Linked DNA regions of Mus musculus: regions 1, 2, 3, 4, 5 and 7 are each linked to region 6. The links are chromatin contacts, called in public Hi-C, HiCAR-type, Micro-C and promoter capture Hi-C maps. All regions are on one chromosome and are shown on one strand. The core of a region is the stretch at or near the end of the contact, and the rest is flanking DNA. Distances in the headings are between cores, read along the strand shown.

What was found. Promoter capture Hi-C pulls out the DNA fragments that hold promoters and counts their contacts. A called contact is a pair of places that touch in the nucleus more often than the background predicts. HiCAR-type assays count read pairs that join an accessible place to other places. Capture Hi-C pulls out chosen DNA fragments and counts their contacts.
Region 1: a contact with region 6 is called in a Hi-C map of B cells, with 9 read pairs. The contact joins the promoter of Wdr89 here to the promoter of Snapc1 in region 6. A contact is called at or near these places in 9 of 39 promoter capture datasets (the 3T3-L1 cell line, embryonic stem cells, hippocampal neurons and 4 more), 1 of 484 Hi-C or Micro-C datasets (B cells), 2 of 115 datasets of contacts at active chromatin or transcription factors (embryonic stem cells and stem cell-derived neural progenitor cells) and 1 of 9 other capture datasets (embryonic stem cells).
Region 2: a Micro-C map of embryonic stem cells shows a contact between it and region 6, with 4 times the contacts expected there. The contact joins the enhancer-like site here to the promoter of Snapc1 in region 6. A contact is called at or near these places in 1 of 39 promoter capture datasets (cranial neural crest), 1 of 484 Hi-C or Micro-C datasets (embryonic stem cells) and 1 of 115 datasets of contacts at active chromatin or transcription factors (stem cell-derived neural progenitor cells).
Region 3: a promoter capture Hi-C map of liver shows a contact between it and region 6, with 2.8 times the contacts expected there. The contact joins the promoter of L3hypdh here to the promoter of Snapc1 in region 6. A contact is called at or near these places in 5 of 39 promoter capture datasets (hematopoietic stem and progenitor cells, hippocampal neurons, liver and 1 more), 1 of 484 Hi-C or Micro-C datasets (CD4 T cells) and 1 of 9 other capture datasets (liver).
Region 4: a contact with region 6 is called in a HiCAR-type map of astrocytes, with 6 times the contacts expected there. The contact joins the promoter of Ppp2r5e here to the promoter of Snapc1 in region 6. A contact is called at or near these places in 7 of 39 promoter capture datasets (the 3T3-L1 cell line, the C10 cell line, hippocampal neurons and 3 more), 1 of 484 Hi-C or Micro-C datasets (embryonic stem cells), 4 of 115 datasets of contacts at active chromatin or transcription factors (astrocytes, embryonic stem cells, forebrain and 1 more) and 1 of 9 other capture datasets (embryonic stem cells).
Region 5: a contact with region 6 is called in a promoter capture Hi-C map of hippocampal neurons, with 6 times the contacts expected there. The contact joins the promoter of Sgpp1 here to the promoter of Snapc1 in region 6. A contact is called at or near these places in 3 of 39 promoter capture datasets (cranial neural crest, hippocampal neurons and liver) and 3 of 115 datasets of contacts at active chromatin or transcription factors (astrocytes, embryonic forebrain and large pre-B cells).
Region 7: a contact with region 6 is called in a promoter capture Hi-C map of second pharyngeal arch cranial neural crest. The contact joins the promoter of Lrrc9 here to the promoter of Snapc1 in region 6. A contact is called at or near these places in 4 of 39 promoter capture datasets (cranial neural crest, hippocampal neurons, maxillary cranial neural crest and 1 more).

Annotation. Positions count from the first base shown.
Region 1 is chr12:75,667,578-75,671,168 of GRCm38.p6, forward strand. It overlaps Wdr89 (WD repeat domain 89), which reads right to left and starts at 1,960. Exons shown (of 2, transcript NM_028203.1): 1 at 1,895-1,960. It overlaps Gm34717 (a long non-coding RNA gene), which reads left to right and starts at 2,148. Exons shown (of 3, transcript XR_381697.2): 1 at 2,148-2,504.
Region 2 is chr12:75,518,613-75,522,011 of GRCm38.p6, forward strand. The region is part of intron 2 of Ppp2r5e (protein phosphatase 2, regulatory subunit B', epsilon); the gene reads right to left. Among named protein-coding and RNA genes, the nearest start is that of Ppp2r5e, 76 kb to the right of the region's middle. Within about 2 kb of position 1,944, at least 27 of the 459 cell types and tissues checked have an H3K27ac peak or open chromatin away from gene starts, as enhancers often do. A contact at or near this core is called in embryonic stem cells, where this site is marked.
Region 3 is chr12:72,083,342-72,086,678 of GRCm38.p6, forward strand. L3hypdh (L-3-hydroxyproline dehydratase (trans-)) reads right to left here and starts at 1,972. Exons shown (of 5, transcript NM_026038.2): 1 at 1,308-1,972. The coding sequence starts at 1,815. It overlaps Jkamp (JNK1/MAPK8-associated membrane protein), which reads left to right and starts at 2,498. Exons shown (of 7, transcript NM_024205.2): 1 at 2,498-2,842. The coding sequence starts at 2,839.
Region 4 is chr12:75,594,059-75,597,624 of GRCm38.p6, forward strand. Ppp2r5e (protein phosphatase 2, regulatory subunit B', epsilon) reads right to left here and starts at 2,174. Exons shown (of 14, transcript NM_012024.3): 1 at 1,577-2,174.
Region 5 is chr12:75,733,687-75,737,417 of GRCm38.p6, forward strand. Sgpp1 (sphingosine-1-phosphate phosphatase 1) reads right to left here and starts at 2,043. Exons shown (of 3, transcript NM_030750.3): 1 at 1,227-2,043. The coding sequence starts at 1,877.
Region 6 is chr12:73,962,239-73,965,835 of GRCm38.p6, forward strand. Snapc1 (small nuclear RNA activating complex, polypeptide 1) reads left to right here and starts at 2,259. Exons shown (of 10, transcript NM_178392.5): 1 at 2,259-2,508. The coding sequence starts at 2,324.
Region 7 is chr12:72,440,378-72,443,820 of GRCm38.p6, forward strand. It overlaps Lrrc9 (leucine rich repeat containing 9), which reads left to right and starts at 1,489. Exons shown (of 32, transcript NM_001142728.1): 1 at 1,489-1,791.

The DNA of each region.
Region 1 (3,591 bases), core at 710-3,209, 1.7 Mb after region 6:
TTCTGAGTTCAAGGCCACCCTGGTCTACAAAGTGAGTTCCAGGACAGCCAGGGCTATACAGAGATACCCTGTCTCAAAAAACAAAACAAAAAAACAACAAAAAGCAATGTCTTAAGCTGGATGTGAGACACTGGCCTTTAACCCCAACATGCAGGAGGCAGAGGCAGGTGGATCTGTGAGTTCAAAGCTAGCCTAAATTCTAGGTCAGCCAAAGCTACATAGGTTGAAGCCCTGCCTCAAAAACAACAAGAAAGATACACACATACACACACACAAAACACACAATGTTTTCAGTTCTATTTATAATAAATAGAAGGTGCAGTTCGGTTGATGTGAAAGCCTATAATTCCAGCACTTGAGAGAACACCAAGTTCTCTAAGTTTAAGGCTAGCCTAGTTTACAAAGTGAGCTCTAGGACCACCAGAACCTCACAGAAACCCTGACTCCAAAACCCCAAACCAACCAACCAACCCAAACCAACCAACCCTGAAAGTTGCAGAAAACAGTCAAGATTTTAAACAAAGGTGGACACGAAAGAAACCTCAACAGTCACAGGGGCTGACTTACTTTTGCCCTGTTCTATAAAATCTAAGGTAAAAAGACGAGCTAGACACTTCTCACTTCTGCTCTCTAGATAGTACTGTCCTGACCCCAAGATAGGCGGGTAAGTAGTCAACACAGAGGTATCTCACACTTACATTGTTAACTAGGCTGCATGATTTTGTGGTCTTTAAACAAGAAGCAGAAACAGGTATGGTTGATACCAATAACATAGACTATAAGTCCACATCTTCACTGAATTATCACAACACTGAGAAGCAATTTGGCACGGACCATGCACTTTTTAACAACCTGATGATTGCAAAGCAAAGTTAGGAAGTAGACCTTTAGACTGATGCCTTCCTACCAGTTCATCTTACTTGGATAATAACCAATTAACTGGTTTCCTGGTACACTGTTTAGGATTTTAAAATAATTTCTTTTTTCTTTCCTTTTCTTTTTTTGTTTTTTCAAGACAGGGTTTCTCTGTGTAGCCCTGGCTGTTCTGGAACTCACTCTGTAGACCAGGCTGGCCTCGAACTCAGAAATCCGCCTGCCTCTGCCTCCCAAGTGCTGGGATCAAAGGCGTGTGCCACCACTGCCCGGCTTTAAAACAATTTCAAGTTAGGAAAGAAAACAGGAGCGTTTTACTAGTTGTACTATCTTTAATTTTACATTTGTGGAAGCTGAATTCCCTCAATTTAAGTTGTCAGAGTTAGCCTAAATGAGACATTTCACAAAAATAAGATGCTGCCAGCACTGCCTCTTGGGTGGTTTTCGTTGTGAATTAGGTTTGTGTGTGTGTGTGTGTGTGTGCATGACAAAGTTTTCCCAAGAAGCACTGGTTAGCTGGAAACTCAAAGAGATCCTCTTGCCTCTACCTCCCTCCCAGTCAGTACTGGGATCCCCGGTGTGCTTCACCACACCCGACCAGCACCTAGCTCGGTGGACAGCTGTGTGGCCTAGATGACACCACACACGTAAGGAACTTAGCCTAGTAGCCTGCATCACAGCACATACTGTACGACTTGGCTCCGCGTACCAAATGAAAAAATCTGCTTTTTGATGTGGAAAAAGGCCGGAGCCAGGAGGTGGGTGTGGGATGAGTGAGAGGAAGGGCAGGCAAGAGCGAGCAGGGACCTACCCACCCTTCCTCGAAACTGAAGCAGAGACCTTCGGGTGGCATGGACCCCACATCCTGGCATACAGAGACCCACGCGGTCCCTGCGCATGCACGTGCTCCCTCTCACACCACCCGCTCCCCTTCTGCGCTCCCCGCCCAGGGCTCTCCACGCGCGTGCCACCCAGTGGCCGCCGGTCGAGAGAGCTGCCCGCCCTGCCCAGCAGAAAGTACCTCCGCAGCAAACCCCACACTGGAGCTGGAGAAAACGCACGCTCTGCCCACGGCCGGCTGGAACTCCGCCCTCCGGCTCTGATTGGGTAAAAATATAGAGGAAGCTGAAGCGGATTGGTCCATAGCACAGAGGCCGGACCATAACCAGCGGGCTCTTCTGAAGCGGGAGCCGCGCGCCTTTGCTTGCTACCTTCCGATTGGACGAGGGCAGAAGGTCTGCGCATGCGTAACTCGGTCTACGGACCACGCCATACAACACCTCCCTCTAGGTCAGGTTAACGGAAGTCCCTGGGACCCAGCTTCCTGGACGTGTGGCCAATAAAAGGCAAGATCGTCACCGATTCCGCCTTTTCATGCGGATGTGGCTTTGCAGTTTCTTCCAGCACTTCTTCCGCTTCCTCGGACTCGGGTGTAAAGTTATTTCGCGGACCAGAGGAGTGGGGCTGAGGCAGGATTTCGTGGATCTGAAATAACCACACGTGATCACAAAGCCTAGCTATACAGGCGGGTTTGAACGAGCAGTATCCGGCCTTCACTCCAGCATGGCTATGACTCAAGGTTGACAGGAGCGCAATTACAAAATCTGGAGGTAGTTTTGCCTCGGCCCCAGGTAACTCTGGGAATTGAAGTCCATAATGGTCAGGTCCTGTCTCATCTGTCCTATTTTGATGTTGCTTTTAAACTTTAGTTTGATACAGGGCTGATGTTCCAACTGTAGTGGAGACATGACATCTGGCCCTACCAATAGGGGAATGAGCTCTGTCCTTGAACACCAAGAAGCCCTGAATCTAGTTTAGGTGGACTCTACCCTCTTTTCATTATAGATGAATACCTGTGGTATAACAACCATGAGACCGCGTTTTCCAGTGTAAACAATTCAGAAAATACGTACTTGGTTAAGCGATAATGCAAACAAGCCAGATTGTCCCTGGAAATACATTCGGCTGGGACTCGTGAAATTAACGTGCTGTGTATACCCACAGGAATCTGAATAAGGGGAACTAACTAGGGGATATATCTTGGTGCTGTTAAAAGGTATCCTTCCCCTGGAAATCCCCCCAAGGTGAGTTTAGGTTGGTCCCATTTACAGCTAGTAGAGTTGGAGATAGAGATTATTGTTTGATTAGTTGCAGTTTCTAATTAATATCGGTCTTGGTGTCATGGCATAGCCAGGAGTCCTGACCTACAGTGGGTTAAGAATGGTTAGGGAACTGACATACTCTTTTCATATCCTGAACACTGAGATGCTGGCTTCCACTGCCTTCTGGACCTTTATCTATGAAGTTACTAAAGGGAATTCCTGGGGGAAATTGGAGTTGGGAGCTTGCCATCCTAGGGGGCTTGTAACCTGACCCCCCGGGGTTTTGGTCTTTGCCATGCCCTGATCTTTATATCACAGGTAGTGATGGTTCTTATTTTAGGACTATGAAGGGATCCGTGTAACCCGGAGAGGACTCAGTTTTGCTATCCAACCAAGAACAATGGCTTTCGGGGAAGGGGCATCAACTGCAGCCATAGTGCTGGACCCAGGGATGCGCTTCTCCCCAGGAGCAAGTGAGCCATGCCCCAGTAGTCTCTGGTTGTAGCACTTTACAGAAATCTACCTGGAAGGTAGTTTGGGTTTCAGTGGATAGATTGGTTAAGAGCTCCCTGGTTCTGGTTTTTTACATTTTTATACCCAGTGCCCTGACGTATGG
Region 2 (3,399 bases), core at 694-3,193, 1.6 Mb after region 6:
CCCACCCCAATTTCCACCTCATCTATGATGAGCAAATAAAAGGGCCAGCCATGAAGATCCAAAGCTGCAGGATATCCATGACACAGGGCAACAACAGGATATCCATGAGGAAACAGTATAGAGAGTATAGAGAAGCCAGAAGCCAAAGGCCTTGAAACAAACCAATGACTAACCGCAATGAACATTTGCAAGTAAAGATGTGTGGACAAAAGGGTGTACTGTGAGACACACAACAGCTTCCGTGACAAGATTTTTTTCTACCCTATTTTATTGGGGGGGGGGGGGGACACTGCAAGGACAGAGGGTAGATATGAAGGGACAGACAGATGAATGCAATTAGGATGTATGATATGAGGTTCACAAAGAATCAATAAAAAGTATTAAAAATATCTCTAGCTAGGAAGAAATATGATCTACAGTTGGCTAGTTTACTTCCCTCCCCCATTTCTTTCTACTATTTTATCCACACACACCCACCCCCATACAGAAAACTATAATCAGTATGGTGGTTTAAATGCGGATGGCCCCAGAAGAACTTCATCTATTTGAATGTTTAGTCCCTGGTGGTGGAAGCGTTTGGGAAGAGTTGGAGGACAGATGTCACTGAAGGTGGGCGTTGAGGTTTCAAAAGCCAAAACTACTCTCAGTTAGTTCTTTCTCTCTGCCTCCTACTTAACAACAACAAAAAAGATGTAAGCTCATAGCTCCAGTGCCTGCCTGCCTGCCTGCCTGCTTGCCTACAGCCTGACTCCCTGCCACCCTCGAAGACTGTACGCCCTATACACACTTTCCTTTATAAGCTGCCTTAGTCATGGTGTTATCAAGCATGTGATAAGTAACTGACACACTCAGGATAGGCTCAACTGCTACCATCCAAGTGAAGGACTCCTTAATACTGAGACTACATTTACAGGTAAGCAAGGTGGCATTCTCTTCTATTAAAAAAAAAAAAAAAAGGAGAGAGAGCTGATTATTGAGATTTCAGATCGAGTTATGTAGCTAGGAACAGCACTTAGGTCTCTAGCCACATTCACAAGGCCTCAGCTACCCAAGGACTCCACACCAGTTAACCCCACACTATGAATCTGAATGGGAGTTTTGATGCTGGAAAGGGAACAGGGAAAGGGCACACTCATGTAACATTAGTTAAAAGTTAAAATCTGCTGGGCGTGGCGGCACACGCCTTTAATCTCAACACTTGGGAGGCAGAGGCAGGCGGATTTCTGAGTTCGAGGCCAGCCTGGTCTACAGAGTGAGTTCCAGGACAGGCAGGACCACACAGAGAAACCCTGTCTTGAAAAACCAAAAAAAAAAAAAAAAAAAAAAGTTAAAATCTTCTGGGTGTTTTAATTAATCCAAATTTTACTACCACAGATTTAACAAAGCCCCCAAACTAGACATGAAGAATGCTCACAAGTACACAGGAAGTCTAAAGCATCATTGAAAGACAGCTTTTTAAAGGGCAAACCCTCATTCAAGCATAAACAAAGTTGGGTGGTCACTCAATAGATTTACATATTTAACAATTCAAAACATTCAGGCAGTTGGCATTTAGAAGCTTTTTAATGGTAAGCAGTTGGAATCCATTCTTTATTCATGCAAACTGATACATCACATACAAATCTGAAGCAGACTATCCACCTACTGGATGAGACATAATAGCTTATACTTATTGGATGTGCTGGGTACATTCTTTGTGCTCTAGTCTAAGCACTTAGACACACTAATTCTCATTTACTTTCTACAACAAAGTACATAAATAGGTACTATTTTCAACTTAATAGATGAGTAAATCACGACAAAAATGTTCAGTATCTTGCTCAGAATCATACAGCTAATAAACAGTGGAGACACAATTCAAACCCAGGATGTCTGGCTCCAGAGCCTGGATTCTTCTACACCATGCAGCATTCATGCACACAGAAAAGTCAGTGTAAGATGCAGCAGCAGGAGAAGCAGAGAGAATCACAGATGCATTCCCAACACGCCCCCCTTCATGGACTAGCACACTGAGCCCCTCCCTCCTTTAGCTGCCTCTGGAGCTTCCCAGCATAGCAAAGCTTTGCTTTCTATTCTTTATCCTTTATCACAGATTAAATTCTTCTAGCAGGGCCTCCCTTCAATTAAAGAGCTCTAGCAGTCAGGACAAACCACAGGATGCGGGGGAGTCCTTTAAACAATTTGTATAGTAACAGACTGAAAAAAAAAATTTTTCCTATCACAACTGAATGTTAAGCTATAAAATCAGTTGAAGATCAAGGACTGCTTCTAACTACAGGAAGGATAAGGAGGGTAACATGAACTCAAGCATTCACAACAGCCTGGGAAACATGGACTAAGTCAGTCTATTTGCCTCCCTTTCTCTCTCCCCCTCCCATCCCTCTCCCATCTCACTTTCCTGGGTCAGGGTGGGACCAGGAATGGTCCAAGGAAGGAGCTCGTCCTGTATGGACTGGCCCTGGAACTGCACTCCTGAGCTATGATGCCCCAGTCTCCATGTCCTCATCTCCCTAGCCCTCAAGGGTTGTAAAAAGATAGGACTGAGCAAGGACCAAAGGAGTGCTGTGTAGTCCAGATTTCAACAAAGTAGAAGTTTAATATCTATGGGACCACTCCCAAAAGCAAATATACTCTTTCTTTTCTTTCTTTCTTTCTTTCTTTCTTTCTTTCTTTCTTTTTTTTTTTTTTTTTTTTTTTTTTTGGTTTTTCGAGACAGGTTTTCTCTGTGTAACCCTGGCTGTCCTGGAACTCACTTTGTAGACCAGGCTGGCCTCAAACTCAGAAATCCGACTGTCTCTGCCTCCCAAGTGCTGGGATTCAAATAAACTCTTTCAAGAAATATTTATTTGAAAGGGAGGGAGTGGGATGGGGACTGGAGAAATGGCTAAATGGTTAGGAGCAGTGGCTCCCAGCACCCACACAGTAACTCACAACTATCTGTAACCCTAGTTCCAGGGGATCTGATACCTTCACACAGGCATACATACAGACAAAACATCAATGTACATAAATAAAATAAATTTTTAAAAAAAGAAAAGAAAGGTAAGAAGGACTAGGTACCCTGCCCTCCTGCACATGAAAAGAGGAAAATCTCATAAATTACAAGAAGACAGCAGACAGTCAGTACATTCTGATCACAATGGATCCCAAAACCAAATCACCTGAACATCTAAACACTTCTCAAGTAGCTTAAAACTGAATGAAAATGTTAGACATTTAGAAATAAATGTAAATCATTACAATATAAGGTCATCAAATAACTCCAAGCAGGCAATCAATAGTCTATCCAATGGTATTGTTTGACCTGCAAAATCCATCCATCCTGCCCACAGAAGAGCCCCACGGAATCACACCCAGAAATAACAAGAAATTAATACATAGTTGTGTAATAGCATGAAG
Region 3 (3,337 bases), core at 722-3,221, 1.9 Mb before region 6:
TCCGCCTGCCTCTGCCTCCCGAGTAAAGGGATTAAAGGCGTGCAACACCCACCCCCCCCCACCCCCCCACCCCCCCGTCGTAAGTGTACATTTTTTATGGAGGGCACATTCATAGCTATCCTGGGCAAATGGACCCTGCAAGTTGCATGCTGGGTACTCTTGCTACAGGGACACCTGGGATGAGAGATAAAACAGCTGCCAGTTGATTCCTAAGAGGGATGCTCCTCTTTGTAAATGTCCCGATTATGCAGATTATCTGCTTAGTCTATACCATAGAACCCAGAAACCCCGTCCATGTTTCTGTATCTCCAGGAAACAATCCTACATATCTTGAAGTCTCTGTTTCTTGACGAATATTTTTTTTTCAGATATTTAAAAAATTCTGGGCTGGTGAGATGGCTCAGTGGGTAAGAGCACCCGACTGCTCTTCCAAAGGTCCGGAATTCAAATCCCAGCAACCACATGGTGGCTCACAACCATCTCTAACAAGATCTGACGCCCTCTTCTGGAGTGTCTGAAGACAGCTACAGTGTACTTACATATAATAAATAAATAAATCTTTAAAAAAAAAATCTACCAGTACTCAAGAAGTGGGCCAGCCTAGTCAACGTAGAAATTCCAGGGTTCCATTCCAGCCAGGGCTACACAGTGACCCCCTGTCTCAAAACAATAAAACAATGAACACTCATTAATTTAAGAAAAAAAAATTTTAACAATGTTTCATACCCTCATTACTAACCACAAAAACCTCTGAGATAAAATGAAGGTACAGACTCAGTCAAGGAGTCTGTGAACTTTGCCTAAGGTTGGATGGCTTTTGAGGGGTTGTGAACTTGTGTGTCCAGCCAAGGACTTTGTTTCTCAACAAGGACAGCAATAGCTTTGCTTACAAATTTAGTGCCTTTCAGAGTCATTTAGTTCTTACCAAGCATATTCTAAGCTATGCTCGAACTCTGGTACACACACTGTCCTTTGGTCCTTAACTTCAGTCTACTGTGAAGCGGCTATGAATCCTGACAAGCAAGGAATGAGGATCTTAAAAAAAGGAAGCGCACAATTCATCCGCATTCCACTCTAAGCTCCCCCCAGGCCTTGTGAGCATGGATCCGCTCAGCAGGACAGCAGAATTGCATCCACCAAACCTGTAAGGCAAAGACACTGAAGCGTGTTTGCAGTAATTTGGAATTACCTTTTTATTAATCGCAAGGGCAGGCAGGGTGGGTTAGTTGCGCAGATATATTCAGCCACAGAGCAGTGGTTAGATTCGCGGATTGTCTCAACCGGGTCTAGTGAGTCTCACCCTTTACCTGAGGCCAGGACAAAGGCTGGGACGCTGTGGAAGCGCACAGGGCCGCAACTGCGGCCACCTTCACACTCTACGAAGGCGGTCACCAGACCACACGGGCAGTGGATGTTGACCTGAGCCTCCCGGGCGCCTTTTGGGGGAGCGGGCACCAGTCCAAAGTCGAGCGCGAAGCGGCCCAGCGCTAGCACCGCGTGACCGCACATGGAGCTGTAGCCTTCGTTGTGCAAGAACAGGACGCCTAGGTGTGCGTCTGGCAGCTCACTGGGCACCAGGATGGCCCCGTACATGTCCCGGTGGCCGCGGGGCTCGAACACGAGCCGCCGCCGGATGTAGTCGAGGTGTTGACGCATGTAGCGACGCTTGGCCAGCAACGTGGGCCCTGCCACCTCCGGACACCCGGCGTGCACGATGCGCAGAGGCTCGCCGCCTGTGTGCATGTCCACCACCGACAGTGCTGGCGTCCTCGGGTCGTTTGGGGGCAGCCGGGTCACTGCCAGCGCCGCCTCCATTGTCTGCGTCCAGGGACTGCCGCACAGCGCGGTGGTGCTCTCTCCAAGCAGGGAGAAAGCGCCAAACCCAACGGGAGAACGCGCAGAACCGGTGGCAATCTCAGGGCCAAGCCGGCGAGCAGAGATCACCCAGCGACCAGCGTCCGGAATCTTAGACTGGGCGCGCCCGAGCTAGCAGGATTCAGAGTTAGACTCCCAACAGGGGCGAGCCTGGGCGACAGGACAGGGAGCGTGGGCAGGGATTAGAAAACTAGACCCCCCAAATGGGGGCGTGGCTCCAGAGGTTTGAACACACGGAGGGGGCGGGGCTTCGGAACTTGCTCCAGCAGCGGGGCGGGGCTCGGAGGCTGGACTGCTCGGCGGGGGCGGGGCCTCGGAGACTAGACACGCGGCAGGGGCAGGGCCTAGAAAAGGAGCCAATAAAATAGGGGCGGGGCTCCAGAGACTACTCTGCGGAGGCGGTGCCTAGAAAACTAGCCCGCACGATGGGGGCGGTCCTCGGAGACCTCAATGCAGGGTAGGAGCGAGGCCTCGGCGACTTGAATGCACGGGGTGGGCGGAGCTACGAGCTTCGTCTAGGAAACGGGGGCGGGACCTCAGGGCCCCTTCAAAGAGACACTGGAGGCGGTGGAGACCAGTTCAAGTTGGAGGCAGGGCGGGGACGAGACCTGAGTCTGGACCCGGAAAAGGTGGAGCCTCTGAGCTCAAACCCGGAAGCGAGAGAGAGAGAGAGAGAGAGAGAGAGAGAGAGAGAGAGAGAGAGAGAGGCTTCCAAGCCTAGATTAGGAAACTAGGTTTCTGGGAATCCTAGGCCTGGAAGTCCGCCGCGTGCACCCCCGACACCCCTAGCGGGGGAAGCGGTGGTGGGGCGGGACTCGGAGCCGAATGTAGCAGGGGCGGGGTTCCAGCGTGCTTGCCAGGCTAGCGGGAGGCGGAGCGGCTGAGAGCGCTGTGGCCCGGATGTTCGGGCGCTGCGTTCGGACCCGCTGATCCCCGGCTTCTCAGGGGAACCTAGTGTGGCCAATGGGTAAGTGGTCGATTAGGCTGCGGGCGTGTCTCTGTCCTTTTTTCCTATTGCTTTTCCTCGCATTGTCTTGGGCTCGCCATCGGGCCGACAGCTCTGCTGCAGCGAGCAGCCTGGCCCTTGGCTGCGCTGAGCCCAGGCACTGACTTCTCCCGGGGTTGGGATGGTCTGCTCCAGAATGGCTGGAGAAGAGCGCTTGTGCAGAATTAAAGGCTGAGTCTTTGTTGTGCTCTTCCTGTGTCCCTTCCTTCAGTCCCTTTGTTCTTGTCCAGGAAAGCATTCCTGGTGGTTGACTTCAGAATTAGAAGCAGAGTTAGAACAGGACAAGGAAGCAGAACCTAATTGCCACGAGACTTGCTTTTTCAACCTCAAATGTAATAGTTGTTTTTCAAGACAGGGTTTGTCCTTGTAGCCTTAGTCGACCTGGAACTTGCTCTGTAGACCAGGCTAACCTCGAACGCAGAGTTCCACCTGCCTCCGCCTCCATAGTGCTGGGTT
Region 4 (3,566 bases), core at 924-3,423, 1.6 Mb after region 6:
GCGGAGCCACCTCAGTATCCGACAGCACCATGATTACTCTAAGTATAATCCTACTGGCACCATCTAAGCAGGACTTTTGGTGCAATGTGCCATGCTGTGCTTGCTGTTACAAGCCACCACCTTGCACATGAGGACAGGCTAGATTACTTGAATGAGAACGCACAAAAGGCACGATTACAACTATTTCAAATTTTTTAAATAAAGCCATCTTAAGTTATTAAAGTTTGATAAACAAAACTAAGATAAACTCCAATGCAAAGTTGAACTGAAAACATAACTTCACAGCCTCCCAAGATGAAGTTGAGTTTAAGTTCAAATATTGTGCTACATGAAACCAACAGAACTGACTGAATATCATTCTGCAATTATTTAATCTTCGAAATTATTCAAAGGAAGGACAGATGCTAAAAGTCCCAAGCATTGAGCTTAGACTCCTTCACCAAACTAAACAGACGCCAGTACCATTCAGGTGCTACTGAGGCTCCATGCAAGATTAATGGCAGACAAGATCGACAGAATGCATATGATGCAGTGCTCAGGCTCAGTTCCTCAAGTGTCATACCGACACCTAAGACAAATGCTTTTTTTTAACTTCCACAAAGAGTAAGATAGCTGCCTTCCCAATGTGTTATGATTAAACAGTCATCTGCATTACCTGGATTCAACTAAAATAGCATAGACTTTGGAGAGGGGAGGACAATATTAAGGTTAATTTGGGATTTTGAGGACTTCGTGATTCTTTCATTAGAAAGTTATTTTCTTTTAACTCTAATTTGGCTTGAAATATAATGTGACATATAAAAAACGGAATAATAAATTATAAATACTATCGAAAATGTCAGACCTCAGCAAGAAGTTCCACATCGCACTGGTATGCTGTAAATTTAGGGACGAATATTACAATTTCATCTGGGAATTATTTAGATTTCACTCTAACCCTAGCAACACAGATTTCTGTAAGCCTCGTTCCCCCCATCCCTCATTCTGTCTCTATTTCTCTTCTCTCATCTCTAACGATGATCTATAGGCAGCTTTCTTTTTCATCATTTGCCTCTTATGCGCGCAGCTCTGAATAAAATGTCAAGGATCTCAACTCAAAGCATTGCAGAAATGATGGTAACAGCGGGGTCCCTGCAAAGCCCAGGGAAACAGGTTTCACCTGGGCCACTGCACCCAAAGCGTTAGCATTCTCTAAAGAGCACACTACTGGGGCTTTTCCAAGGGGGAGGTATGAAAACAGGGAAGTGGCCTGTTTGTCTGCAGGTATGTTCACATAAACCCCAAGCCCTGGAGAAGCTGCGCGGCCACGGAATCTTCCTCCCTGCTCCCCCGCCCCCGCCGGGGGGGGGGCAAGAAAACGCCTCAAAAGAGGGAGGAAAAGGAGCCGGCGAGGCCGAGGAGAAGAGAGGTGCTGGCCTCCAAAGCCTCTGCAGGTAGATCAGACAAGTGGGCCGGGCGCTTGCTCCCGCTCCCCCCACCCCGCCGCACCCCTCAGCTGCCTGGGCCCGGCCTTCCCGAGCCCGCCGCTCCGCGGGTTCCCCGGGAGGCAAGCCGCGGGACCCGAAGCTGAAGTTACCTTGAAGCTCCTGGGAAAGAATCGGAAGATGATCTGTGGCTGCGCGGAGTGGGCTGCGAGCTAGGGGCCGCGGCGGGGGCGGGCGACGGCCCGGGACGCACGGGGGGAGGTCCAGGCAGCGGCGGAGAGCCCCGGGCTACTACGGCCGTCCGGGGCGACGTCCCTCCGGTTCCGCGGTAGCGGCAGTGTTTCTAGGCCTCTCGGCTGGCCCCTAACCTCAGCGCTCCGGCAGTGGCAGCGGCGGCCTCACGAGCCTCCCCCGCGGGCCCGTCCCATCAAATCGGCACCGACCCGGTTGCGGCGCGGCCGGTGGCTCTTCGTTCACATTCCCGGCGGGCGGCGCCTCTGCTCGTTGCACCGGACCCGGCGGCGGTGGTGGCGGCGGCGGCGGCGGCGGCGACGCGGGGAGGGGGAGGAGGGAGGAAGCCTGGATTTGCAGCGGCAGCAAGCGCGGGAGTCGGGAGGAAGAGTTGGAGCCGCCTGAGCCGCCGCTGCCAGAGCCGCCGTTCGCTACCCGCGCAGGGTCCCCGTCAATGCCCCTTTCTCTCTCCTATTGTCAATATCACCGGGCGGCTGAGTCCATGGCACAGGCGCAACCGAACCTCCTGGCTAGCAGAGCCCGCCTCCGACGCCCGCCCACTGGAGACTTCAAACGGGAAGCGAGACTTCATTGGCCGGCGCGCGCCTTCACTCCCAGGCCAGCACGTTCGGCTGAGAGCTGGTCGGGGATTGGCGGCGCGGGGGGGCGGGGAAACAGGAGGGTGTGAAGGGACGGGGCCCTCGATTGGGCGAGGCGCGGGGGACCCGGATGCTACCGTGAGCTCGGGCGACCGGGCCGCCGTTTCCGCCAGGGCGCCTGAAGTGGGGGTACTGCGGCGTCTGCTAGGCCTGAGGAGAGCTCGGCGGGCGCGCCCGAGACTGGAGCTTCCGCCAGGCGGAACCCTGTGGACCGCGAGCGTCTTCACCCGGGTATCCGAAGGCCACAGGGCGGCCGTCCTGGTGCCTCACGGTTCAGCCCGCAAGCCCCACTCCGCACGGAACCCACGGCCCCCTGAGCCCTGTGTAAACGCGGCCATGGAAGCCGGCAGAAAAATACCCCAGTGGCTGTCCTTCGCTCAACTCGTGGGAGGCCTGGCCACCGGTTGGACTCTCACCTGGTCCCCCCAAAAGCCAGTTCTGAATATCAGCTCTCTGATGCCCCTGCCAGGCTCGGCGGGGGCCCGCGCTCCGGGAGTTAATGCAGATGGCAACTCTGCAGTCTCCCATTCAGAATACCCGCATTCGCCCTTTCAGGACTCCGAAATACCCAGCCCCCAACTCGACAGATTTTAATTGATAGTTTGAGTCTGAGTTTAAACAGAAGACTTACCTCTATCTAGAACGAGGACGAAAATACATACATGTTTTTGCATCATTGGTGAACCCTAGGCCAAATGGTACGTTTCCAAAGAATATTCTTAGACCATCAATCAATTTGAATGCAGGCTACGTACAATAGTTAAAAGAAGAAAAAAATACTAACTACAAAGATCAAACTACCAGCTGCTCAAAATTTGGAAATCTGGGAGGGGAAATACAGGAGAAATAATATTATAATCCATAAACCCAAAATAACCAGTCATTTTGATGTAGTTTTAGTATTATATTTCATATATGTATATACACACAAGTATATATATATATATGTATATATATATGTATGTATACATACATACACACATGTATGTATATTCTTTTTCAAACTCAAAATGCTTCATCCTGTAGCCGAGTTTTTCCTCTCAGTATCATGTCATGTTCTGTACAGTTAAGGAATATACATTTATAAAGCTCTCTGTATCATACCCACAAGTGCTAACCATGCGTTTGCGTTTCTGGTTTGTTGCAAATTTCTATCCTGTTGGGTAGAAAAATAATTCTGTACTATGAAAGAGAATGTTACTGCCCTGAACTGAAATGGGAAAGATGGCTTATACGAAAGCAGACCCCAGAA
Region 5 (3,731 bases), core at 793-3,292, 1.8 Mb after region 6:
AAACAGGCAACACTGTTTTTACAATCCAAATGTGACCATGTATCACCAGGGGTTAAATAAGAAAAGAACTTTCTATCTTAGTCTCCCCTCCTAATTCCGTCATTCTTCCTGGGTCCATGCCTGATTTCTGTTACTGTAAAACAGATGAATTGCACAGTAGAGAGGGCCTGGGATGATACTGGCAACATTTACCCATACTGAAACTCAACGTGGGTTAAGTAAGCCTATAATGGAGTTTTACAGCACAGTTGGCATTTCTCAATCTTGTGCAATAAAAGGGAGTTAAAAAAAAAGATAATGAGTTTTCCTAGATTCTCCAAAACCGATGCACTTTATTCTTAAGAGTCTGGTCCGAAAGACTAACAAATCATACAATTTAAGACAGATAAAGCAAGACCAGTAGACAAATATATTTTGCTTCTGTGTGAAAGATAATTAAATTGTAAACTCAAGTATCACTTGCAAACAAACCCTAGGAAGCTCAAATTAGGGAAGCCCCAAAACGCAGGCAAATTAAAAAAATGACTACCATTAAAAACTCTTGATGGACAAATTGCCCCCGATGTCAAACGCCATTATAACCAATCCAGCTCCTCGGAAGGCAAAGCCTATAACTGCAGGGTTACAGTTACCGCCATAGTAACAGTGTAGCAACTAACAACTGGTTCTCCAGACCAGAGACAGAAGTGAAGTGTCTTAACAGACCTGCAGTCAATCCTTTACGACGAACTCATCTAGATTCTGTTCCTTTACCTTTCGGCTTTTTTTCTTAACTGTCATTACTTTAGTGCTTGGAATGTGCCTGTGCCGAAATTATACTACTGTTTTGAAAACACTCTTTAATTTTACATTGTAAACACCATGTATTGCAGTGAAACCGGGTCTCAGTTACCAAGTGTTTCATTTTAAGTACACTGAATCACCACTGTGCATCAGACGAACTAAGTTTAAAAACTCAGTCTAAGCTCAAGGATTCAATGCACGAAAAGTGTTTCCTTGGGGGGTGGGGGTCTAAGAAACTATACCCAACTGTATTAAAATACAGTTTAGTGTTTAAGAACCGTCATCAGTTAATTTTCTAGAACTCTGACAGGACCTGCGTGGGTACTGTGAGAACCTGTGGGTTGGGGTTTTGGACGGGAAGAGGCAAATTTTTAAAAAAAGGGGAAAAAGAAAGTTCAGAAAGCACTGGAAACTCGACCGTGGAGCTGAGGGGCACAGCGTACCTGCCAGCGGCCATAGGTGAGCAGGAACATGGCGATGGGGATGGCGGTGCCTGACATGGCATGCGTGGAGGGCATGCTGTATTCCGAGTTGTAGAAGACCTCCAGCTTGATGACAGGCGGCGAGGCCGGCCGTGGCCAGCGGATGATGTCCTTGGTGCACTGGCCCAGGTACATGACCAGCACCCAGATGATCACCAGCCTCCGGCCCACAAAGGGGTCGAGATTCCAGATCCAGAAGGGGAAGAATAAGATGTAGAAGAGCTCGTTGCCCAGTTCCGTGCCTAAGCAGAACAGGTAGTAGAGCGGCAAGTTGCTCACTTTGACCAGCTCGCCCTCCTCGCCCGTCAACGAGTTGCGGCGCTGCGAGCCCGCGCGGCGGGGCCCGGTCGGGCCCGGCTCGGCCGCCAGCCCGTTGCGCACGCCGTTCGGGGCACCGCAGCAGTCCGCCTTGGCGGGGCTGTCCTCAGCGCCCGGCTGCCGTCCCCGTCGCCGGGGTTCTCCCGGGGCTCCGCGAACCTCGGTCTCTGCATCCTCGTCCGCCGCCGGGCTGCTGAGCGGCACCTCCACCCCACACAGACGCTGGAAGCTCGCCACCCGCTGCGGCTCCTGCAGACGGCTGGCCAGCAGAGCCAGCCGCTGCCCCAGGGACATGGTCGCGGGCCACTCGGGAATTGATCCGGCCACGCGCTCCTCGCCAGCCACAGCCGCCACGGTGCCTAGCTCGACTCGCTCGAGGCTGCCGGCGACCGCGCCAACAGGCCGCAGCGGCCGCCGCGCGCGCCCTGCGCCCCGCGCGCCCCTCCCCTGGCGCGCTCACGGAGGCCCGCGCCGCGCGCGCAGCCCGGAGCTGTCGCCGAAGCCCCGCCTCCCGGTGCTCCTGGTTGCTGTGCGAAGAACAGTGCGGGTCTAGGCAGGGCTGGTGACCCAGGAGCTGCCCGCGGCTTTTATTAGCCTGGAATCAATTGGGGCGTGATGAATGGAGGCAAAGTAACCGCCGCGAAACCGGAATCGTCCGACTCACGCCATTAATTAGCAACTAATTTCAGAGCTGTCTCGGATGGTTGATGTCCGGAAAGCCACGTGCCAATTGACCAGCGGTGGCAAGATTAGAAAACCGTAGATAATCCAGGACAGAGCCTGGGTATGTGATCGCTGACACAGCTGTGGTCTGCAAAGGAAAAGCCAGTCACCTACCAAGTAAAATCTGACTGTCACTCATCACATACGTCTCTTAAGCGAATTTAGGTGTAAAATTTCCTTAATAAATTCTAGCACTTAGCAAGATTGCTCAGAACACATAGTTAGTGGGAGAATGTAGCGTGGAGAATTCTGAGGGTATTTTTTGTTTTGTCTTTTATCGTTTTCTTTTTGTGAGTTTCGGGTTTGTTTTTTTGTTTGTTTGTTTTTTTGTTTTTGTTTTTGTTTTGTTGTTGTTGTTTGTTTTGTTTTGTTTTTGTTTTTGAACCAGGGTATATCATTTAGCCGAGATTGGCCTCAGCCTTGCTATGTAGTTAAGGCTAGCCCTGAACTGTTGATCCTTCTGGTGAAGCCCCCCAAGACTCGGGGTTACTGGGGCACCATGCCAGGTTTGAACTTGGAATCTGATAGGCTGAACTAGAATCTTAACAGGATTGTCTTGCAAGTCACAAACTTGACTTTAACTTCTAGATGGATCCGATTTTATTAAAAGATTTCAAAGTTTTAATTCCAGGAAGTTATTTTCAGTCAAGGCAAACGAATGTCTATAATTAAAGACTGAACTACTTCCAAGAAAGAGGCTGGAAAATGCTCCATGCTGGTAAGCCATGAGAAATAGTTTCATTTCCCAAGAAAGATTGCTTCCCAGCTCCTCCTATTCCACTTGCTGCAGTCATAAAGAGGATTGCCTCGAGTCCCTGGCCCTGGAATTGCTGAGGTTGGAAAGGTTGAGGGAGCACAGACGAATCCCAGCGCTTGGAGGCTGACATGGGAAGATTTGGAGTTTGAGGACAGCTGGGGCTTCATAACAAGATACTGTATCAAAATAAGTAAAAGCGTTTACAGCCTAGGAAAGCAGACAAGCATGAGAAAAGGAATACTGGGCCTGAAGAATGGTATACAAAGTAACCATGGTTTGCTATGGGTGTCTCTTCTTAGCCAGCAAGCAGGAAGCTCTGAGTTTGGGCCCAGCAGAACATACACAGAGTAGTGTTATTAGTTGATGTTTCTGAATAATAAAGACCATTATTAGCATTTGGCAAAAATAATCTATAATAAAACATGCTATGCTGGCCAGAAACTTGCTGTGGAGACCAAGTCTGATTTTCAAGTACTGAGCTAACAGGTGTTTGCTACAACTGAGTATTTTGTTTGTCTTGAAACCCCAGACCACCAAATTGTAGGGTTACAGGATGGACATCACACATAATTTTTTATATGTCCCCTCCACCCCTAGGGTCTAACTATGTAACCTGGATACCCTGGAATTTAGCTATATAAACAAGACTGATCCCGAACTTGTAGCAT
Region 6 (3,597 bases), core at 1,009-3,508:
TTTGCCTAGGAAGCCAACTGCTCGCCTCCTTGCCCTTTAAATGTCTGAAGCTGATTTTTCCTATAAAAAGTCTATCCTGAGAGCAGTCTAATACTACAGTTAAGCTTCTGAGTCCTTTTTGTTGTCCCAAACATTCAGTATGAAGATGTCTGTTCAATAAACTATTCTTACTTAAGATCAGTGTTTGTATGGTTTGGGAGGTGATTCTTGAACCCCAACACACACACACACACACACACACACACACACACACACACACACACACAAACACACACATACCCCTAAGAGCTCCATCATTTGCGTTCCTCCCAAGGCAATAGGGTTAACTAACAATCAACTGAAGTCCAAATAAACTCTCTCTCTCTCTCTCTCTCTCTCTCTCTCTCTCTCTCTAAGGTTTCTCAATGTAACCAGCCCTGGCTGTCCTGGACTCAGATTGTAGACCAGGTTGGCCTTGAACTCACAGAGATCCACCTGTCTCTGCCTCCTGAGTGCTGGGATTAAAGGTGTGCACCACCACCATACCCAGCTAACATTTTCTTTTCTTTTTTTTAAAGTAAATTGTCTTAAGGATTTTTGTCACAGGAAGTAAGCTTTAAAGTTGATATGAAAATTCAAATTTGATTAAGTCTTCTGTATTTTGTCCTTACAAAGTAGGTGGAGATGTGATTGTAGTGGCTTTGTTTATGATAGCAAAATCTGGAATTTATATAAACTCCAAGAGGGAACTGTGGGCAAATTGTGTATTAATTCAACAAAGTATTAGTGTTAATTCAACAGTGAAAATAGGAACTATGGCTGCAAATAGCAGCACAGATACATCTTGAATGTTTAAAAATATTTTGAAGAATATGAGTTGTAGATTGCAATTCTATTTTCATAAAATTAAAAATCAACTATAGCTGGGCGTGGTGGCAAACGCCTTTAATTCTGCACTTGGGAGGCAGAGGAAGGCGGATTTCTGAGTTCGAGGCCAGCCTGGTCTACAAAGTGAGTTCCAGGACAGCCAAGGCTATACAGAGAAACCCTGTCTCAAAAAAACAAAAAAAAACCCAAAACAAACCAAAAAACCCACTACAACTAAAATATATGTATACACACTGGACATCAACTTCTGGCCTCCACATGGGCCAGGAGGTGTGTTCATGAAAACACACACACACACACACACAAACAAACCATTACAAACAATAAAATAAATGCATCCATACAAGCACATCCCAGAATACCTTTTCTAAAGATTAGTGTGCCTTCAAAACAGAAATACAGTTCAAATACAGAATGCTAACCCGTAACAAGCCCCTGGGAGAAGCTAAAAAGTGGGATTTCTAGAGAGCTACTTTAGCCAAACAGTATATCAGACAGTGTGCTAGATTGTCAGAGGCAACAACGGTAGGAAACAGCAACTGCTGCCCAGAGTGGTTGCATATTACTTGGAGAGCCACAAATTAATCACTCAAGTAAGCATAGACTGTAGGGGATCTTGGCAATGAGGAAGAACCACGGGAGTTCCTTCCCTAACAAGTTCTCTTTAGATCATCTTCCCACGTGGAGGGAGGTTAGGGTGGTTGCTACTGTAGAGTCACTTTAAAGAAGACTGGCAGGCTAAGTGTAGTTTACATAAGTCAGGAGGCAATGAAGACCTCAAATCCTTTTGGGGGCTGTTAGTTGAGGCAGAGGCAGGCGGATTTCTGAGTTTTAGGCCAGCCTGATCTACAGAATGAGTTTCAGGACAGCCAGGGATATACAGAAAACCCTTTCTCGGAAAAAAAAAAAAAAAGAAGAAAGAAAGAAAGAGAGAGAGAGAGAGAGGGAGGGAGGGAGGGAGGGAGGGAGGGAGGGAGAGAGAGAGAGAGAGAGAGAGAGAGAGAGAGAGAGAGAGAGAGAGAGAGAGAGAGAGAGAAATCGAGTCTTCATGTCCTATTGATTAATAGTTAGCAGGCACTACTATTGTTTTATCTACCTACTTATCTAATTTGAAGGTCTTATTTATTTATTTATTTAGAGGGTCTCTCTATGTAGACCTGAAACTCGCTGCATACACCGGACAGGCTTGTAAATCACAGAAATCCTCCTGTCTCTGCCTCTCAAGCACTGAAATTAAAGGCGTGTATCACACCAAGTTCGGCTTCCTAGACTAAAATCACCTTGCATTTACGCACGCGCAAGAAGCGCCACAGGCGCCAGGTAAGACCCGGATGAAGGCGGGGCTTGAGGTCCCGGATAGTACGTCACGGAGTGCGCGTACGTGATGTGACGTGACTGGGGCGGTGCTACAGGGCCTTCTGGGCATTGGGGAAGCCGGGTCCGGGAGAGAGTGAGCATGGGGACTCCTGCGGGCGCCGGGACCCGTCCCACGGGCGCTGGAACTGTTGAAGGCGTGGGGATCCCTCCGGGCCTGCAGACTGACTACGAGACGCTGCTCAGCCGCTTCCAAGAGATGGACAGCGTGCGCTTCGAGGACTTCACGGAGCTCTGGCGCAGCATGAAGTTCGCGACCATCTTCTGGTGGGTGTGCCTCGTCCTCCTACCCTGTCTCTCCTGTGGGGAACGCAGCCTGCATCCCCGACCTCCGCCTTGGCGGTTTCCGTGGGTCGCCCTTGCACTCTGCTGGCTCGGCCCTCTGCATCTCCACCGCCTCCATCCGAGGCCAAACCTCCTCCAATCTTGATTGCCGAATGAATCCGCGGTTAGAAACAAAGTATTCCCACCGACACAGGGTCCTCTACGAACGAATTCATTTAGCATGCAACAACTGACGTTGCAAGTGCAGGTTTGAATCTCTGTGTATCGCCTTTAGTTGGATAAAGCCTAGATTCAAGCCAGTAGCTGCCTTTACCTCTGTCCCCAGCCTCATCTCCAGTGCCCACACCTTGCACTCACTCTCTTGGCTCGAGTTGCTTTTGGTACTCCACTGGCGTTTCCTAGCCTGGGAATTTTCCATCTCCTTTTGCTTGTCCACTTCGTCAGTCATTTTTGAACCCAAATGACAGTTCTTTAGGGAATTCTTTTGGCCTTCGGGACTAAGTGAGAGGCTCGAGTTCTGTCTACCCCCAGCACGAAGGGCTTATCTCACCGTCTAGAGTATATTTCATAATTAGAGACGCAGTCTTGGATAACGGTGAAGAGTGGAGATGATGGGTCTTGGGCATCAGGATTTGAATACAGCTCTCCAGTCCCCCTCCCCCAGATCTGAGACAACCCTTTTTGTCTGTAAACTAGATCATGATAGTGTGGGAATTAAATGAATCAATATATTAGCTGGTTCGACGTGTGAAATTAATGTTCAGAGTTATTACTACTCTTTGATTTCTCCCTTAGACTGAACTTAGTGAGAACAGCCATGTGATTAATGTGGTATTCCTTACTTGTTTTTGAGACTTGCCCTCATTGTGTGTAGCTTTGGCTGGCCTGAAACTTGCCGTTATACCAGACTGGCCTTGAGATCTGCCTGACTCTTCCTTCTAAGGTCAGGCATTCACCACCTTGCCCACGTTTGAATACGGTGTTTGTATTAATTACCATACCATATAAATTCTTGAAAAGGGTAAATGATTGAATGGAATCTTAATAGATCTTTTGTTGAATAAAATAGAA
Region 7 (3,443 bases), core at 239-2,738, 1.5 Mb before region 6:
AACTAGATTTTCAGCGAGATAGTAAAAATAAAACCGGAATCAGATTTCAAACAGACAGACAAAACAAAAAAACAAGCAAGCCAAAAACAAACAAACAAACAAAAAACAAACAAACCTGGCATCGCTTTTACCATAAGCCACAAATAGTTTAATCGGCTTACTTTTGATCTGTTGCTGACAGGAAGGAACAGTGTTCAGTGAAATGAAAATAGAGAGGGAGAATTAATTCACTTCTTCAGTGAATGTGTTTACAGACAGCAAACTCATCGGATGCATCCAACTCTTAAGTTATTAAATAGAAATATTTAGCCGGGCGTGGTGACACATGCTTTTAATCCCAGCACTTGGGAGGCAGAGACAGGCGAATTTCTGAGTTCGAGGCCAGCTTGGTCTACAAAGTGAGTTCCAGGACAGCCAGGGCTACACAGAGAAACTCAAAAAAACAAACAAACAAACAAACAAAAATATAAACAAAAAATAAGAAAGAAAGAAAAACGAAATATTTATAATGTTTAGATTTTCTTGAGAAAGCAATTGAAAGCTAGGCTGAGTGAAGCAGCAGATGCTAGTTTGCAAGAGGACCCGAAGGTCATAAATACTAACACATCCCCACTGAATTATAAAAATGAGTGCAGTGCTGTCAAGAGTTTTGTCAATTTGATACAAAACTAGACACAACGACAGAATCTCAACTGAGGAACTGCCCCTATCAGATTGTCCTGAGAGCATATCTTTTTTTTTTTTTTTTTTTTTTTGATTAATGACTGATAGGAGAGAGCCCAGCCCACTGTGGACAGTGCCTCTCCTGAGCAGGTCGTCCTGGCTTGTATAAGAGAGCCACCTGAACCCCATAGTATTTCTCCACTGCTCCTAGCTGGGCTGACTCCCCTGCTGAAGGACTGTGATCTGATCATATAAAGCCAAATAAACCCTCATCTCAAGTTGCGTCCGGTCATGGTGTTTATTTCTTGCAATAGACAGCAAACAACGACATGCCCGGTCCAAAATAACCTAATGCAAGCCTCCCAAGCAATTATAAATTGTCCTGGTAGCCAGATTTTCAACGTAACAAACAAAACATAACCTTATTTAACTCAGTGCACCCCAAAATAGTTTAACATGTGATCGATACAAAAATCATTAACAAAGTCGTTTCCATTGCATCTCTGCATACCAAGCGTTTAAGTTTTGGTCTATTTTCCTATATACGTCAGTTCAGACTACCGCTTTTAAAGGGCACATACGCGGCTGTGGCTAGTGGCTAACTCTAGTAGACGTTGTGGTTGATTTGGTTTGTTTTATAAGTTCATTGCTTTCTCAGCCAGTCTCCCCCTGTCCTCTTAACTTGTATTCTATCTTGTAAATTATTGCCTCCTGAGAATTTTGGCAAATTAAGACACTCGAAAGCCTGCCTGAGAACTCCTAAAAGACCAGTGGGGGTCGATTGCTTGGAGACGTTCCTGGGCGCGCGGTCTGGCGCTTGCCCTTGGGGGCTCACCGGGCTCTTGGTGGCCTCAGCTGCGCAGCAGCTGGGACCGAGGCCATCAGCGGCGGAAGGGGAACCGTCTTATGACCTCACTGCTCCACGCCATGCTGGGGATCAAGACCAGTTAGTACTGCTGACTTCGAGGCTCCAGGTGTCAAAAACTTTAACTGTGAAAATGCCAGGACCAGGTCCCCACCGCCTAGCCCACAAACTGTCACTGTCCTCGGAAGGAAACAAAGTGAACACCCAAGACTAAGAACTAGGCAGCGACCGGCTGCCACCGCTCCGCGGGAGTCTTAACAAAGGTGGGAGGGGAGGTCTTCCGGAAGGGGGCGGGGGAGGGTCTTCCCTGCTTAAGTTAATTGGTTGTAGTTTGCTACCACGTGATGCAGGCAAGGATGGGCGGCTGATTTCCCCGTCCTCGCCATCCCCTTCCTGACCCAGAGGTCAAGGGAGGCGGAGAGAGGGTTTCCTAGACAACCGCAGTGGGCGGTCAGTACACAGCAGGCCCGGGGCTGGTGTCAGCTGCAGGAAGGGATTTGGGAGGTCGGAGTGCACTCTGACCTGCCTAGGACAGCCCTGGAATCCATCCTCTCTCTGGAATAAGGTACTGAGTATCGGTCTTCTGGTTGCCTCTAGGTGTCCCTCCCCTGTAGGAAGGACTAGGGAGTCACATGGAGGAAATCTCCCAGCAGCACACAGGTCAGGGGACCTATGTGATGGTGCAGTGGGGGTTATAGTAATATTGTGATGGTAGTTATAATAATAAAAAATAATAGTGATACTTCAGAGAAGGATCCTAGGAAAAAGGAAAAAATGATGTGCCCTAGGCTCGGGCAACTACTGGACTGAAAGACTCAAGGGATACTGATCATCTAGAAATAGGAGGGCCTTTATGTGAACCACCAGGGAGAACTGTTGGGTTCTGGCTCCTTTATACTCAAGGGAGAAAACAGTTGGACCACCTAGGGCTTCTGTTGGGCAGAAAGGTGATAGTTTCTTAGATTAAATGCTCACTCAGCTTTGCTGGCAGACAGTTCTTTACGGACCAGTTAGTACTGTGTTACAAATTGCCATGCAGAACAGTGTTTACAGTCATGTTGGGTAGGATGTGTGTGGTATGACAGTTCATTGGAACCATTTGATAAGTTATGTCGTGTCAGCCGTAGTTCCTGTCCTCGGTGAACATGTTAGGAGGAAGGACCTGCAAGTATCACAATACAATGTGACAGACAGTAGCCATGCAGAGGACATGTGCTAACCTTACCCAGTCACATGAAAGAGAATGTTTACAATAAGACCAAAGAGGATGCAAGTCTTCGAAGAAGACTCAAGGCACTCTTTAAGGATATATGGAGTATAGAGTCAAGGACAGAAGATATTTCAAGGAGAGGAAGAAGTATGTGCTGAAGTACAGCCATGCTAGCTATCATAGGACTAGAGTTGTAGCCGGTACTGGAATGTTGAGTGGCTGTTTTGGTTGACCAGGGGCTTAAGAGATTGGCATGAGTCTGAAAATGGTGATTATAAACAATTTCCAAGAGGAGTAGCATAAACAAATATACCCCCGCAAGAGTCTAGCTGCTCCCATGGATTAGAGAATGGGGTAGGTAGTGAGACAAGAGGGGCCACGATGGCAGAGAGTGGAGAGGAAGCATAAGAATTGTGTGTGTGTGTGTGTGTGTGTGTGTGTGTGTGTGTGTGTGTGTGTGTTGGGATGGAGAAGGGATGGGTGGTGGTGTCCTTTAGCACAAGAAGGCATTCATTAAGGGGAAACAACATTGGTTGGAAATACGAGCTCAGCTTGGGACAGGCATACTGTATTTGAGATGCCTGTGACATGTTCACGTGGGCTTTTGAGTTTATTGCATAGGAAAGAGGACACGAAAGATGAGTGGCTTTTACAAAGAAGGAAGCTGTTAGTGCAAAATAACAAGTAGAGGACTAGGGAGACAGT